2 separate regions of the Mus musculus genome follow, and region 2 is linked to region 1. Evidence: chromatin contacts called from public Hi-C data. All regions are on one chromosome and are shown on one strand. Each heading gives the region's core, a stretch centred on a gene start, on an enhancer-like site or on the middle of the called end of the contact. The rest is flanking DNA. Distances are from core to core; before and after follow the strand shown.

Evidence for each region. Hi-C and Micro-C count contacts between places; a contact is called where the count stands out from the background.
Region 2: a contact with region 1 is called in a Hi-C map of stem cell-derived cardiac mesoderm, with 2.0 times the contacts expected there. The contact joins the promoter of T here to the enhancer-like site in region 1. A contact is called at or near these places in 5 of 39 promoter capture datasets (the HPC-7 cell line, cranial neural crest, epiblast stem cells and 2 more), 6 of 15 datasets of contacts at CTCF or cohesin (embryonic stem cells, large pre-B cells, pro-B cells and 1 more), 61 of 484 Hi-C or Micro-C datasets (the 63-12 cell line, 8-cell embryo, the C10 cell line and 22 more), 11 of 115 datasets of contacts at active chromatin or transcription factors (the 230-238 cell line, the HPC-7 cell line, embryonic stem cells and 1 more) and 3 of 9 other capture datasets (adipose tissue, liver and pancreatic islet).

Annotation. Positions count from the first base shown.
Region 1 is chr17:8,394,530-8,397,770 of GRCm38.p6, reverse strand. It overlaps T2 (brachyury 2), which reads right to left. Exons shown (of 11, transcript NM_001161832.1): 5 at 897-1,010. Among named protein-coding and RNA genes, the nearest start is that of Gm16702, 6.7 kb to the right of the region's middle. Within about 2 kb of position 1,285, at least 25 of the 459 cell types and tissues checked have an H3K27ac peak or open chromatin away from gene starts, as enhancers often do. A contact at or near this core is called in second pharyngeal arch cranial neural crest, stem cell-derived cardiac mesoderm and stem cell-derived primordial germ cell-like cells, where this site is marked.
Region 2 is chr17:8,432,959-8,436,092 of GRCm38.p6, reverse strand. It overlaps T (brachyury, T-box transcription factor T), which reads right to left and starts at 1,670. Exons shown (of 8, transcript NM_009309.2): 1 at 1,357-1,670; 2 at 638-902. The coding sequence starts at 1,562. It overlaps LOC115486424, which reads right to left. Exons shown (of 3, transcript XM_030250191.1): 2 at 2,593-2,648; 3 at 1,565-2,388. The coding sequence starts at 2,604. The coding sequence ends at 1,603. RefSeq lists a promoter at 1,555-2,213.

The sequences.
Region 1 (3,241 bases), core at 36-2,535:
TTCAATGCGGATGTGTAATGTCTGAGCTGAGCTGGAGCCTAGCTGGGGTCTCAAGCCTCAGTTCTTACACCAGAAGTCCCTGGAGGTTGGCCCACGCCCACAGTTTCAGGCTCAGAAGTGAGGACGGCCTGAGGATTTACATTCTAACATAACCCAGGGTCACTAATCCATATCACTCAGTCATACATGTAGCAGGTCCTATAGGACTGGTGGACTTTAGGCCTACAGTCCTACCTGTGTGAAGAGTAGCCCTCTGTGCCACTTTCCTGTGAAAGGGCCACTTGCTCTAGGACAGGTATGTACAGAACACCCCCAGGAGGCGGTCTGCATTTGATCATCAGCTAAGCTGACCCAAGCTGCGGTTTCCTGCAAAAAACACCAGCTATCTCCTTTAACAGGTCAAATTGACCCCTCAACTGGCAAAGGTCAATGGGAGCACACTGTGTGACAGCAAAGCAACACCAAGGAGGTGACAGTGGTCCCCGGTGAACAAAAAACGGGAAGTACCATCTTTCCACAGTGGCGTGGACAGTCCCCACAGTGGATAGACACGGCAGAGAGACAGAGGGCTGCTTTTGGGCTTTCTGAACCAACTCCTTTGGCATCTTGCCTGTGTATCTCTGCAGGTGAGGGGAGACACAGCTTTCCCCGTGGGATGTTGCTTCTGGTCCACGCAGTCAGGCTTAAGTGCACCCACATTACAGGCACCATGGAAACCCTAATTCAAAAGATCTGTGTCTTGGCAGTTACACCTCATTCAGCATCGACTTCAGGACACACCAACCCGAATCTCCAAATCACACCTCTAATCAAAACCCGTCACATCGAGCACCATGGCGTTCGATAACTTCGTAAGCCCGCATGCGCGCACACGTGCACACGCTGTGAAAACGTACCGCTGTGTCCCCTCGATGCTTGGGTGGATCCAAGCCAGGTTGGTGCGGGCCCTGTTTTATCCTCTCCTTCTCCGGGCCATCCTCCACAACTTCCTGTTCTCTCCCTGGATGGTCCTGCTTGTTGACAAGATGTCGGCCATTACCTTAAATTCATTTTGGATTTAATTTCAGAGGCACTTCTTCTCCTTTTCATGTTTAAAAGAGTCTCATTTCAGCTTTATGTTTTCTCACCTTGCTGTGAACACCCCCTCCTCCTGGCGGCCTCCTGAGTCACCATGTGGATCGCAGATGTGTGTGCCTTGCTCCTTCAGACCAAACAGGAGCTTGGCCTCCTGTGGGCCAGGCCAGATTAAAGGAGGGGAGGGGCACTTTCTCACAGTTTGGTGTGAGCTGCATCAGCCTCAGTATGGAAACTAATTTCAAATTCACCTGACTTTCCTCAGCAGGGAGGCGAAGAGTCACACAGCAGAAAGCAATTTGAGGAAGGCCTCTCAGGCATAAAAGACAATGAATTACTCATACATTTTGACATTGGAGGCTGGAAAAATGATGGCTCAGTGGCTAAGAGAGCTTGCTGTTCTTATAAGGGACCAGAGTTTAGTTCCCAGAACTCGCTGTGAGTCCAGCTCTGGGGGACCTGACACGTCTCCTGGTCTCCTCCTCAGGCACCCTCATGCATATGCACATGCAAACACACATACACATAAGCAATAAAATGCATTCTTAAAAATACACAAATATGGGGCTCAGTGGTTAAGAGCACTGGCTACTCTTCCAGAGGTCCTGAGTTTAAGTCCCAGCAACCACATGGTGGCTCACAACTATCTCTAATGAAATCTGATGCCCTCTTCTGGTGTGTCTGAAGACAGAGACAGTGTACTCACATACACGTAAAATAAATACATTGTTTGAATCATAAACTCACAGTCATTGTCCATGAGAAGTGTCCTACATGCGCTGGGTAACCCCCAGTTTGGGGAGACAGCACATAGCCCAGCCTATGGGTTTAGTGGTAGGCTGGGTTTGGATCCAGGGCCAATCTGTACCCATGGTACATGGTGACATGTGTGACCAGCTTGTCCCATTATCCTTTTCTTCCCCTCTAATGTGAGTCTGCTAAAAATTTCAAGTTCTCCACTTCCCAGGCTTAGAGGGCAGATTAACCAAGACAGTGTCCAAGGACCAGGGTTCTGCTCTTCAAACACCCAGGACACTGCTTATTTCTAGTTCATCATCCAGAGTCTTTCCCCAAAGCCCTTTAATTATTACAGATGGTCCTTTAAGTAAGCCCCATTTAAATTCGGAGGTTATAATAATAACCATGATGAACATTCCATAGAAAGCTACTGAGTTGAAGTTGGATATGGTGATACAGCCCTGTCATCCCAGCTAAGATGAGAGGATAAAGGGTTAGAGGTCATGGGATGGAGAAATGACTCAGATATTAAAGGCAGCTGCTGTTTCACCAGAGGACCTGGGTTTGGTTTTCAGAGCCCATTAGGAGGCTCACAAGCCAGGCAGTGGTGGCACACACCTCTAATCCCAGCACTTGGGAGGCAGAGGCAGGCAGATTTCTGAGTTCGAGGCCAGCCTGGTCTACAGAGTGAGTTCCAAGACAGCAAGGGCTACACAGAGAAACCCTGTCTCGAAAAGAAAAAAAAAAAAAAAAAAAGAGGCTCCCAAGTGTTTGTGATCCATTTCCAGAAGATCTGACAGGTCTTCTGGCCTCTACAGACAGTGTGACAGTGTACGTTCCTGGTGTCCTCACATCTATGCAGGCAAAACACTTGCACATATAAACTAAATTTTAAAAAATCTAAAAAACTGATTAATGACTAATATAGCATTAAGAAGTATATATCTTGGACTGGAGAGACAGATGGCTCAGCAGTTAAAAGCACTGACTGCTCTCCCAGAGGATGCAGGTTCAATTCCCAGCACCCACACAGTAGTTCACAGCTGTCTACAACTCCAGTTCCGGGGACCTGACACCCTCACACAGACATACATGCAGGCAAAGCACCAATGCACATAAAATAAAAATAAGTTATTTGAAAATATACGTATCTCATCGATGAAGCTCCTTTTTGTAGCAGGTAGAGACCATTTCAGAAATTCACAAGTGGTCAAAACACAGATAACAACTGACCAGCCCTAATTGACACATCTATTAATATGGGTCCTACAGCTAAAGCTTAGGAGCATCAGGGACAACAGGGTGGGGAGAGCGGAAGGGCCACAGGCCGGGACATCTGCTGCAAGACTGAGTCTTGTATATTTGGCAGGGAAGCTGCACCCATGAAGTCTCAACAATATGGTCACCTCACCAAGTGATGACATCACCA
Region 2 (3,134 bases), core at 421-2,920, 38 kb before region 1:
AAGAATGCAGACCTGCGTGCAGGCCTACCTTAATACCGCAGCAGCATCCACAGGAACTGCTCAGGAAGAAACATGGATCCAGCCACAGAAAGTCTTCAGGAAACTGCCAGCAGTATGGAGGGCATGGGGTCCATTTTACACATCTGCTTCCCACAGATGGTCTGGAACTGGGATGGGAGATACGCTATACACCATTAAACCCTGCCGGCATAAGGCCACAAACAACTTTAAATGCCTGGCTTGGTGGCAACTTGGAGTGAGTTTTCTTGGAAACAGGCCCCAATTAAAGACTTTTCAGAAGGGTGGAATGTGCACATTTGTGCAGAGTAGCCAGTGTCCCCTTTTGACTTTAAAGTGACTGAGGATTCGGAACCAATGCTCACCTATGGCCAGAGCCAGTTCCCAAGCGGCAGGCCTTCTTCAACCCTTCCAAGGTGAGGGAGAACTCCCAGTTCCCTTTGCCAGGCCCTGCTTAACCCTCATCAGCTTAATATAAACAGTACTAAAGATTTAATTGGGGAAGGAGGCCACGGTGGCTTCTGTGGGGCTGACAAAGGCTGGTGGTGTCTTTCTAAGCTCCCAGCCAGGCTCTTCCCTTCGGCCTGGGGCCCAGAGGCTGTCTTCTGCACTGGCTTACCTGTCCCCCTCCATTGAGCTTGTTGGTGAGTTTGACTTTGCTGAAAGACACAGGCGCCTTCATCCAGTGGGCCCCAAAATTGGGCGAGTCTGGGTGGATGTAGACGCAGCTGGGCGCCTGAGGCTCTGGTTTGCCCCCAGGTACCCACTCCCCGTTCACATATTTCCAGCGGTGGTTGTCAGCCGTCACGAAGTCCAGCAAGAAAGAGTACATGGCATTGGGGTCCAGGCCTGACACATTTACCTTCAGCACCGGGAACATCCTCCTGGAAAAGACAGCGCACGGCAGGAGGACCCATCCGTTGGAGAGGGGGAGCCTGCACTAAGTGTTTGATGCCGGCCAAAGAGGAGGACCCCGGCAACCGGTCTCGCAAGCATCTTTGCCTGAACTTTCTCAGTTCAGGAACCAAATCATCTCCCCCCACTAAGCCCACGGGTTCTCGGGACAGCAGAGGGACAAATCTAGCCAAGGGTTTCGGCCCCCTAGGCAAACCTGGTCATTCCAGTATACACCTAGGAACCCTAGAGTTCGAATGCCTCCTTCCTCCTCAGGTTTCGTCAGGGGGAAAGTTCCCGAGAAACCAAGGTTTAGGAATCCTCTGGGGAGCTGTTAACTCAGCGGGAAGAAACAAAGTCGGCCGGTTGGGAAGAAAAGATGCTCTCCCCGAGGCGAGGGGCACTCGCCAGGCCCCAGACTGCCGGCTTGCAGCACGCACCTACCTGCCGTTCTTGGTCACAATCATCTCGTTAGTTAGCTCCTTGAAGCGCAGCCACAGCTCGCTCTCCTCCAGGCCCACTCGCAGTTCGCGTTCGGTGGGGTCTCCCTTCTCGCTGCCCGCCTGCAGCTCGCTCTCCACGGCGCTGAGCAGGTGGTCCACTCGGTACTGCAGGCTCTTCCCTGCGCTCTCTGTGCCCGGCGAGCTCATCCTCCCGCCACCCTCTCCACCTTCCAGGAGTCTTGACTCCCTACCCAACAGCCACCTTCACTTCTCTCGCCACCGCTTTTCCAAGAAAAAGGGTCACTCTGCGGAGCCCAAAGATTACACCTGGGTCCCTGCACATTCGCCAAAGGAGCACCGAGATCGGGATGAGGGGGGAAGGGGGCGGGGATGGGGGAGAGGGCCTGGGGAGCCGTGGCTCCACTTGAACTCCCGCAAGGCGCGACAAGAGTAAGTCTCTGGGGAAGAGAAAAATGGGTCCCCTCCCCATAAATACAGCCGAGGTGGCCTCGCAGGGGGGTGCGGCGGATTGGGCGGGACACCCTTTGAAGTACCGAGCAGCTGCCCATTGGCGGTGCGCGGCCATATCAGACTGGCCGGGCGGGCCCGGAGGCTGGGGGCCAACAATGGGCTCCAGCGCGCGCTTCCTGTAAGGAAAGCGTCGGGCGCAGTCCCGACACCCCCGCCCTCCCCCAAATGTTTGCACCTCCATCAAAGCGGCGGGGCGGACCCTGGGGGAGGGAGGGCGAGAAGCCGGGCTGGAGCCACCCAGGACCCTGGCTCCTAGAGCCACTGCTAAACTCTCCACTCCCACGCGCTGTCCAAGCGCACACCGGCGCCTGCGACTTTGCCCCGCGGAGTGTCCACGCTGCGCGCACCTGAGAGGGACTTCGGCGGATCGGCGTCTCCCGGGTCTCCTTGACCTCTCCAAAGCCTCAGCCTCCCCAGGTGTGGCAGCTTTGGGACACGTCCCCTCGCCCCATGGACTGCCACTAACTCCCACCTCGGCATCCAGGTCCCCCACGACCTTCACCTGCGTGGAGAGGGAAGCTCAATGCGGATCTGTCCAGAGAGGGAAATAGACGAACAGATAGCGACCCTAGTAGGAGGTGTCCTCGCGTCCCACATAAAAGCTGGACTTTGACGGTGGATGCGCCTGCACCGAATGTGGCCCCGGGAGTCCCTGGTCTCTTTGCGCCGGGGATTGTTGGAACGCATGCTGCGCGCGTTTCCCTACCCGCCTCGCCATGCGGTGTGGGCAGCAGTTGGTTTATTGCCTCTCGGTGAGAACCTCTGCCGGGAGAGTGAGGGGAAGGTGACAAAGAGCAGGAAATAGTTCAATGGGGTCTCTTTAAACAATAACATTCCTCTAAAACGGGAGCCCAGGAAGCGGGAAGGAAGCCAGAGCTCGCGCCCAGCTCTTTAACGAGACTCTGGGTTCCAGCCTCCGTTTCCCCGTCTTCCACTCTCCTATCCTATCCCGAAGCTCCTTGGAAGAGGCCCCTGAATCAGGTGGGGGCACTCAATTCTGAGTTCGTTGTCTCTCTGAGAGTCTCCCTGGGAAGTCTTTGGGGTCGGAGTTGTGGGTTCTACCTGCCCCTACTTCTGGGAGAGACGGTTTTCCAGGAGCCAACCTCTGGGGTGGGATGCCCTAGACTACCCTCCTCTGCCCTTTCCCACTGAATACTGGGGTGTTCGGCTGCTTTTCTGTGGTCTAGGATATAAAGAAATCTCTGGCTAGAGGAGCGGGACACTTCTTTCTACAGACACCAAAAGGCT